Linked DNA regions of Oryctolagus cuniculus: region 2 is linked to region 1. The links are chromatin contacts, called in public Micro-C maps. All regions are on one chromosome and are shown on one strand. Each heading gives the region's core, a stretch centred on a gene start, on an enhancer-like site or on the middle of the called end of the contact. The rest is flanking DNA. Distances are from core to core; before and after follow the strand shown.

Region 1 (4,756 bases), core at 692-3,191:
CAAGGTGCAGTGTGAGTCATTTCGCGGAATGTCTAGGCCCCTTCGCTGGCAGCAAACTTTCCAGCTCTCTTTTGAGGAAGCCATCTCCAACTCGTGCCGGTGTGCGTGTGGGTCTGTGCGGGGGAGAGGCCTCTGGCTGGGCCTCCCCCACCCATGTGTGCCTGGGCGGCTCTCACAGCCAGCGGCGAGGCGAGGCGAGGCCGCAACCCCGGGGCCGGCCGGTTGCGTGCGTGCCTGCGTGCGTGTGGTGCGTGCGTGCATGCGGGCGGGCGAGTGCTCGGCGCTCCGATGTGCATGGCGAGCCCCGTCGCGCGTGCCTGTGTGTTTGTGGAGGGCGTGTGCAAGTGTGTGTCTGCAAGGCAGCGGGGCTGTGAGCCTGTGCGTCGGAGGGTGTCTACGTGTACATCCCCCCCCCCCCCCGCTGGCTGCCAAATTATCTTCCCATCTCTCGAAGCGAAGGGCTTGACTGAGGGAGGCCAGCAGTGCAAAAGGGGGGCAGCGGGGGAGGGAGAGGGGCTGCGGGGGAAGCAAAGCGATTCCACTCGGCGGAGGAAAGTGTCAGCCAAGGCTGAAACTGAAACCCAGGCAGCAGCTCGGACGCACTAGCACCCTGGGATCGTCCCCCCGGGCTTCGGTTCCTCCCACTCCCCCACCCCCTCCAGCAGGCGGTGGCGATTAGTCAGCCTGAAATTCCCATCCCTGCAGCCTGGACGTGGGCTTGAGGCAGTGACGGCTGTGCTAGCACTTGGCCCGTGGTTCACACGTGACCCCATTAGTGCCCATTATCACATTAACACAAATTAGTCTATCAGATCCTCTCCCAGCCACCTAGTGGGGCGGAGGGCCAGGCTGGAGGGAGAGCCGCAGCCCGGTGGCATCGCGGGGTGGTCGCAGACTGAGGACTGTGGATCAGAAAGCGGGCGCGGGGGGGGGGGGGGGCGACGGGGAGCGGCAGAAAGCGGAGGCTGGGGGGGGGGACGCAGCGGGGGCATCAAGCTTGGCCAATTTGATCCTTTTCCTCAGCGGTGCTCTGGGAGCAGGCACCTTGGGGAGGGGGCTCCCAGAAAGGAGCCGGTTTCCAGGAATAGCTGGGCACCGCCCTGTAGGAAGGAGGCCCGGCCTCTGAGGTCTGGGCGGGAGACAGACGGTATTTCTCCTGGCACACAGTGAAACCTGGGAACGTTTAGGATCCTGTGGGGTTCCCACTCCCTTCCCCTCCCCCCATCCTCTACGGAAAAAATCTTTAGATAACTTTCTCAGATGGCTTTGGACACCCTGGAAGCAGGAGAGTTGGATGGATGAGCTGACAGGGGAGAAGAGACACCCGGAACCCTAGGTCGCAGCGCGGCTTTGATGTCTTGGCACCGAAAAAGGGGACACGCTGCCCGCAGAGTTTATACGTAAAGGCCGCACGGTGGAAATAGCCACTGGAGAGGGAGAGAAGCCCCCAACACCTCTTCTCTTCAGCTCAAAGGTGTCTGGCCACAGGCTATTTTTGTGCTCTGATTTTCTCAGTACGCTAACTAAGCAGCCACCGCATAGCCATGAACCACCGCGGGGAGGTCCAAGGCAGCATCACAGGACTTCGAGAACTCGGGGCCTGCAAGGAGTTAGCGACACAAAGCTCTGTCTACGGAGACCAAGGTCCCAAGTTTGAATCCCAGATCGGACTGTCAGCTTTCTTCTTTTTTGGCTGCATTAACAAACACGGAACCCCTGCTGTCGCATGAGGCTGGGCCCCTCACCCTCATCTAGAATGAATCCTGCGCCCCAGACCTGGCCACAGTCTGTGTCCCTGGGTTAGAGATGCATTCTTGGTCTCAAGGGAGCCAGATAGAAAGCGGCTGTGCAAGGAAACCCACCCCCAACGCCCGAGACGCGACTCAAAGTTTCCATTCTATGGCCCGCGCGCGCGGGTCAAGCGCGCCATCCCGGGAGAGCAAACACGGCCCGCAAACCGCAATCCCTTAGCCGAAGCGAAGAGCTGCCTCGAACTCTGCGGAGCCTGGGAAACGGCCCGAGAGACTGCGGAAAAGCGCGCACTGGCCAGCCCTAGGCCGGGTCTCTGGCGCCGCCCGTCGCTCTCCCGCCTCTTCCGTCCCTTGGATGGGAACATCGCTTTTTCTAGAGTCCGGGGCGGCTGGCTCGAGGGGCGGCGGGGCTCTGGTGGCCCCTCACGTCCTTCCCCTGCCACCTCGTTTTGCGGCTCACGCACCCCCCAAATCCCGGATTCTCGGTGGGGGCTGAGCTCTCCGCCCCTCCCCGCAGGGCGCCTCTGCAGCGCCACCTGCAGGAGGAGCGCACTCCGCGCGGCTCTTGGCGTGGTGGCGGGAATTGGCCTCCGAGGAGGAGGAGCAGAAGAGGTGGGCTCGGCTGCCTCCCCCACCCACCCACCACCTCCCCCGCTTTCCCCGCTGGCGTGCCACGACAGCCCCGAGTGGCCTGGCCGGCCCAGCCCTGAGGCCCATCCCGCTCAGGCACCCGGTGCTCCGACCTTCCACTCCCGCTGCCGCACTCCGAGCTGCGCCCTGCCCCGGGCGCCTCTTCTTGGGAAGCAGTGAAGTCACGCCGGGCCTGGTCGCTGACTCATGAGAACGATAATCCTCCCCCTGTCGGCACGCCCCCTTGAAACTTCCCCTCAATCCCTACTTTCCTGCTCCCGCCCACCTTCCCTGTCCTGTCCGGTGTACCAGGGCGGCTGTGGGCTCCAGGCAAAGATTTGGGGGAGGGGGGGCGGCTGGGAGGGAAGTGGCACGCGCGAGTCCCCATGGAGACCCTCGCGCTTCTCTTCCCGCCTGGTCGCTTGGCGCTGTTCGGAGGCCTGCAGGGAATGCCCGAGAGGGAACTGCGTGTTTGCGACTTTGGGCAAAGGTCCCACTAAGGTATCCTTTGTGGGAAGCGCCTGCTGAGTGGAGAGCGTCTGGGGTGCTCTTTCTCTCCCTTGGGCCTCACGAGTAACTGGGGGGGTTCACCCGAAAGCTCTGATCCCTTCTTTGGAAACTTCTGTGCCAATGAATCGGCCGGGCATTGACAGAATGGGGCAGGAGTGGGGGACGCCAGGCCCCGAGGGCCATATAAGGCCCGCGAAATCCTTTGGTCTGGCCTTATCCAGGCAACCGCAGGTGGGCCTTGAAATTCCATAAATCCATAGCAGGCTAATTTTTAAGTTGATCATTTTGCCTGGTGCACGAATGATATTATAAATACCTAAATGGCCCTTGGCAGTAGAAAAGATTCCCCACCCCTAAGGGTGCCCTGCCTTGTGAGGGGTCCTGATGACAGGCCAGGTCACAGGGCCTTTCCTCCAGGAACTTAGTATTGGAACCCGTTCAGGTTGGGGTGGGGGAACTTTGAGGTGAAGGATTTCCAGTTCTCACCCTGCCACTTGTGCCACTGGTTTCAATGCGGGCGTGGGGGGGGGGGCAGCCAGATTGGTTTGGCTCATCACACCTCTGCTGGGGTGGCAGATCAGAATCCCACACTGGTTGCTTGGTGTGTTAGTTCAACAAGGTAGTTGGGGCTAGCACTGTGGCATGGCAGGTTAAAGCCCTGGCCTGAAGCGCCAGTTCTAGTCCCAGCTGCTCCACTTCCAGTCCCACTCTCTGCCTGGGAAAGCAGTAGAAGATGGCCCAAGTCCTTGGGCTCCTGCACCTGCGTGGGTGACCTGGAAGAAGCTCCTGGCTCCTGGCTTCGGCTCAGCTCAGCTCCAGCTGTTGTGGCCATTTCAGTAGTGAACCAGCAGATGGAAGACCTCTCTCTCTATCTCTATCTCTCCGCAATTCTTTCAAATAAATAAAAATCTTTTTTTTTAAAGGTAGCCAAAAGCCTCAGACCACCCCCCCACCCCCCCAGCCAGGGAAGGCTTCAAGTTGGAGGGGCTCTGTTGGTGTCTGAAACACCTTGACTCTCCTTTCTTTCTGGAAGGGGCGTGGCCTGGAAGCATTCTTTCCCACCCCGAGAATCTGGGTACTGGATTGTCATTCTTTTCCACTATGCAATTTCCTTTTGTCTGTAAGAGCCAGATGCTGAAGCGTACAGACTTCCTGACTCACTTGTCACCGACCTTCAGGGCACAGCTCTGCCAAGGCCATGTTCAGTGTGGAAATGGCCATGGACTCAGAGCTGGAGGGGGTGGGGAGTGAGCGCAGGTCTCGGGGTTCAGGGCTTGTGTGTTATGAAGGGGGTTTTCTCGGCATGGTTGGGATGGGCCCTGGGCTATGGTGGTTGTCCACCTGCCACCTCTGCGGGATGTGTTTGCTGGGGCTAGGTGGGAATGTATGTGCTAGGAACATGGCTGAGAACAGTCCCTCTGTAGAGCTTTCCTGGGAGAGATTCAGGGTTTAAAGGCACATTTCATGGAGCCTGGAAATGCTCCATGGAGAAGAAATAAGGCAGGGTGTGATTTCCAGATGTAGCTTGCTAGCTCAAAGAAGAATCATATGGGCAGGGCCCCAAGTACTTGAGCCATCACCTGCTACTGCCCAGGGTGAGCATTAGCAGGAAGCTGGACCAGAAGCAGAGGTGGCATTCCGTCACTCTGCCTTGGAAATAAATCAGTATAGAAAATTTTAAAAAGAACCATAAAGTACAAAGAAGACAAAAACACCCCTCCCCCAACCAACAAACCTGTAAATCTGGTTGAGCCAAAGGGACAGCAGAGACGTGGTGGGAAGATACTTGCCCAGAGCCTCGGTCTCCATGAGCTTCTGCTCTAGACCTCAGAGATGAAAAGCAACTGGAGTCAGGGACGGATGAG
Region 2 (4,756 bases), core at 793-3,292, 46 kb after region 1:
GGGTGCTTTCACATATTAAAACCCTCAAGGATAATTTTGATGTTGCAAACGCAAATTCCCTAAGGTGGACATTCAAAAATTGCATCTTGTATATGTGGATTACTTATTATCCCTGTCAAATTGTGCTTATTGGGGCCAGTGCTGTGGCACAGTAGGTTAAGCCGCTGCATCCCATGGAAGCACCAGGTCAAGTCCTGGCTGCTCCACCTCCAGTCCACTTCCCTGCTAATGCACCCAGGAAAGCAGTGGAAGATGGTCCAAGTAGTTGAACCCCTGACACCCATGTGGGAGATCCAGATGTAGCTCCAGGCTCCTGGCTTCTGCCTGGCCCAGCCCTGACCATCGTAGCCATTTGGGGAAGAGAACCAGCAGATGGAAGCTGTCTCTTTGCCTCTCCCTCTAATTCTGCCTTTCAAATAAATAAATAAATAAATCTTTTTTCTTTTTATAAAGTAGGCTCAAGCCATACTCAGACAAATTCATGGCTATCTGAGGTACAATGAGAATTACTGGGGAGGGAACAAAATTCATCCTTCACTTTTTGAAGCCAAACTAGGTAGCAACGTGGGGTTATAGCAAGGGAATAAGAGCCTAGAGTCTGGCAAACTATCCTTAGCCCTACCTATTAATTAACTATGTGACCTTGAGCAAGTAATTTCACCTGTCTCAGTTTATTACCCATAAAATGAGTGGGTTGAACTTTACCACAAAACCCCTTGCAGCTCTAAAATTTGATCAAGCAACCTCCTGGAGGGCAAATATAATGCACGCTGCAAGCTGTTTAGAGCTTTAAAGAGCACCAAGAATGACACTGGCCAGGACTCTCAAATTAATTCTGCACCCATTCTCTTGGAGGCTGGTGCACAACCGCCTGACATCTTATTTGTACTACACCATTTGCTTCATGGAGCACTCAAATCTCTGGATCTCATCTGGGGTTTGAAAGGTTATGGAAGAAACTTAGGCATAGGGCTTAAATATTCTGTTTAAAGGCTCCCACAAGGCAAATGGCAAAGTCTACTTGACCTCATTGCCCTAAAGATGCGGGATGCAGGTGGCAGGGAGGCAGTGACAATACGAGAGGGCCACTTGTTCTGTTACCACTACATAGCAAACCCCCACAGGAAAAGGCCTCAAGCCAACTACTGGGTTCAAATCTCTTGAAGGTCAGGTCGGCAGGATTGTGCCAACTCCTCTGCTTGCAAAACTCAGGTTTGGATTCTGCCAATTAAGAATTCACGAGAAAGTGACAATTTTAAGGTTTTTTTTTGGGGGGGGGGGGCGCTGCGAGGCAAAGGGAGCCTATGGCGCCCAAGCCCTTGGACGTCAAGGTGGGGGTTGCCCGGGATGTGTCAGTCACCTGGGAGCCGGTTCCTTTGCCTCGGGCTTCGGACGCACACTGTCCGCACCAAGGGCACCAACTTCTGCTTCAAAGCACCCGCCGCAAGGCCTCCACACCGGAACATTTCGGCAACGGCTACTCTGGACCTCCTCCTTCCCTTTCTTCTTACGCACCGACAGCCGGGTCAAACACCACGGGCCCCGGCCCGCTCCCCCGCCTTTCACACGCACACTACGCAAGCTCCTCCTCCCAGCCCCGGGTGGGCATTGGACAGTGAGGCCGGCCTGCTAGACACAGGGGAGGGGGGGACGGCGAGCAGATGCCTATTGCGCAGGCGTAGCACTCGGCGCCACCTTGTGATTGGTCCACAAATGGAAAAGATTTGCGCATGCGCCTAGCTGCCCGCGTGCTTCCAGAGACCGCCCCCCTCCCCCCAGCCAGCTCCAGATAGCAAGTTTTCGCCTGTCGGTGGCGGTGGGCTGGGCTGAGCGGTTTTGGAATGCTGTCCGAAGAGGTATTCGTGGATCCGCTTTGTCTGGTGGTTGTGTCTGCCGCTGTGTCGGTAAAGGGAACTGATCATAGCACCTCACAAAGCGTGGCCCCAGCACCGCACGCTGTCCTTTTTTAGGCCACAAGACACTTAAGCCTTCCGGATTCTCTTCCTGTGGTCCACTTCCAGTCTTTCCCTGGGTCCGAGCCGGGCCACCTGACTTCGCAAATCCGGAGTGTACTTCCGTCTTTTACAAGTTGCCCACCCTGCCCGTTTCCGGGGCAAGTAACCACTCGGCGCGCTCTTTCGCCGTTTCACTTTTATATTATGCAATTCTGTGCCCTAGATGCTGTACAAGGTACTGCGGTAGTCTCCTGCTGTTATAGATTAGGTGCTGAAGAGCAGGATGCTAGCAAACATGGTTGGTGCTACACAGAGTGTCTAGGAGAAATCTGAATGTAGGGCTTTCAGAGTGGTGGGGGGAATTGGGTGAGGCGCTGCCAAATATAAGATAGATTGGAAAGAATTGTTTTTGGCTGTGTGCGGAATGTAACACATGGCTTTTTCAGATTGGGGTTGCATATTCGTTTAACAAGTATGTATTCAGCATTTGCTGCTTGCATTGTACTATAAAAGAGACTGGCAGAGAGGAAAAAGACAGGATCTGGTCGCTGTCTTGTTGGGGAGATGACATATACTGGTCATTTAAATATAAAATAATATATGAGGGCCAGATCGAGAGAGAAGAGTGTGGAATCACTAAGGAAGGATATCACACAAGAAGTGTTATTTGCGCTGTGTCTTGAAGATGAGTACTGAATTGCAAACCATGGAGGAGCAGGAATGTTACTGCACATGACCAATACTTTGGGATCAAAGGTAACCTTCAGAGTGGCTGAGCATGTGACCTTGGATTCAGAGCAGGTCACTTGACTGCGCCTCACTTTCCTGATCTGCCAGTCTCACAAGGTGTGAGGAAGTCTAGATGAACCAATGTTTGTAATGTGTCTTATAGGAAGCACCTTGCTGCTTGGTAAATTAAAAGGCCCGGAGGTATAAAAAAAAAAGCACATTTTTAGGGTCCGATGACAAGAGAGTACATACTATATACTAAGAAGTATGAATACAAGGACAGGTATGTTCGGTGGAGCCGTACTTAAACCGGCAAAAGATTTAGCCTAATCACATAGAGGATGAAGTCACACACACACACACACACACACACACACAAATTTTATGGAATGGGGATACAGAATGAAGTTACAGCACTGTTTTAGGAAGTCTAGCTCAGTCTTTATTGAGTGAAAATGATCCCGTGTTCCCTTACTTGTTAAGCAGATTAAAAAGTGTTTAGAAATACAGGGAATTAGAGACATTTTACCTAGAGCTGCTTTGAGGGATAAATACTGAAAATGTCAATTCTAGCATTAGGTAAACATATTTCTTTAATGTTTTAAGGTCTTAACAGACATTGATCTTTTTTAAAAAAATATTTTATATGTTTGCTTGAGAGGTAGTGTTATTTTAGACAGAGAGAGGTAGAGCCAGAGAGAAGGTCTTCTACCTGCTGGTTCATTCCCCAAATGGCTGCAACAGCCAGAGCTGGACCGATCTGCAACCAGGAGCTTCTTCCAGGTCTCCCACGTGGGTGCAGGGGCCCAAGCACTTGGGCCATCTTCTAATGCTTTCCCAGGCCATAGCAGAGAGCTGGATTGGAAGAGGAGCAGCTGGGACTCCAACCAGTGCCCATATGGGATGCTAGCACTCTGGGCAGTGGCTTTACCTGCTACGCATAGCACTGGCCCTCAGACATTGATCTTTCTAAAAAACATTAATAAACATGGATTGATTAAATACAAACTTAACATGTCTGTAAAAAAGGCTTGTAAGATGCTTGTCAAAATCGTGATGATCAGGTACCTATGAAAATAACTATACATTCAAAACACAATCACTGGTCACCATTGTGGGGGAGTGGGTGAAGCTGCTGCCTGCAACACCAGCGTCCCATATGGGTGCTGGTTCAGGTCTCAGCTGCTCTGCTTACGATCCAGCTCTCTGCTGATGCACCTGGGAAGGTGGCAGAGGATGGCCCAAGTGCTTGGGCCCCTATACCCATATGGGAGACCCAGTCAGGGTCCTGGCTCCTGGCTTCAGCTTGGCCTAACCTTGGCCAATGTGGCCATTTGGGGAGTGAACCGATGGATGGAAGATGTCTCTAACTGCCTTTCAAATAAATAAATAAATCTTTTTTAAAAAGCAGTCATTTAATGATGCACAATTAATAAAAAAGACTATATGGCATGTTTGATTTTTTTAAAAAAAATTATTTGAAAGAGTTAGAGAAAAGGAGAGATAGAGAATGATCTTCCATCTGCCTTAATCTGCTGCACCACAACACTGGCCCCACCTTTGTTTCGCAATGATGCAATGAGGTAGTTTTCTTGTCCTTTTAATTAAAAATATTTTATCCTTTTTTTGCAAAAGCATTATGCACTTATAGAAATCATTCCAAAAATTACAAGTGGCAGTCCCACAAAGTGTCTCTCCACAAAGATAACATACTTTTTACTAGAGCAAGTTGCCCCCTTTTTTTTTTTCTTAAAAAAGACATTTCTTTATTTGAAAAGCAGAGTGAGAGCACAGGTGTGTGTATGAGAGAGAGAGAGAGAGAGACAGAGAGAGACATCTTCCATTCACTGGCTCACTCCCCAAATGGTCACAGTGGCTGGGGCCAGGCCAAGCTAAAGCCAGGAGCCAGGAGCTTCATCTGGGTCTCCCACATGGGTGGCAGGAACCCAAGTACTTGGGTCATCTGCTGCTGTTTTCTCAGGCACATTAGCAGGGAGCTGGATCTGAAGTATGCAGCTGGATCTGGAACTGGCACTCATATGGGATGCTAGCATCGCAGGCATAGAGAGAGA

What was found. A called contact is a pair of places that touch in the nucleus more often than the background predicts.
Region 2: a contact with region 1 is called in a Micro-C map of ear pinna, with 8 times the contacts expected there. The contact joins the promoter of AIFM1 here to the enhancer-like site in region 1. A contact is called at or near these places in 2 of 6 Hi-C or Micro-C datasets (ear pinna and an unstated tissue).

Annotation. Positions count from the first base shown.
Region 1 is chrX:107,795,285-107,800,040 of mOryCun1.1, forward strand. No RefSeq gene overlaps it. Among named protein-coding and RNA genes, the nearest start is that of ELF4, 6.5 kb to the left of the region's middle. Within about 2 kb of position 1,942, at least 4 of the 8 cell types and tissues checked have an H3K27ac peak or open chromatin away from gene starts, as enhancers often do. A contact at or near this core is called in ear pinna, where this site is marked.
Region 2 is chrX:107,841,066-107,845,821 of mOryCun1.1, forward strand. It overlaps AIFM1 (apoptosis inducing factor mitochondria associated 1), which reads right to left and starts at 2,043. Exons shown (of 16, transcript XM_002720291.5): 1 at 1,361-2,043. The coding sequence starts at 1,466.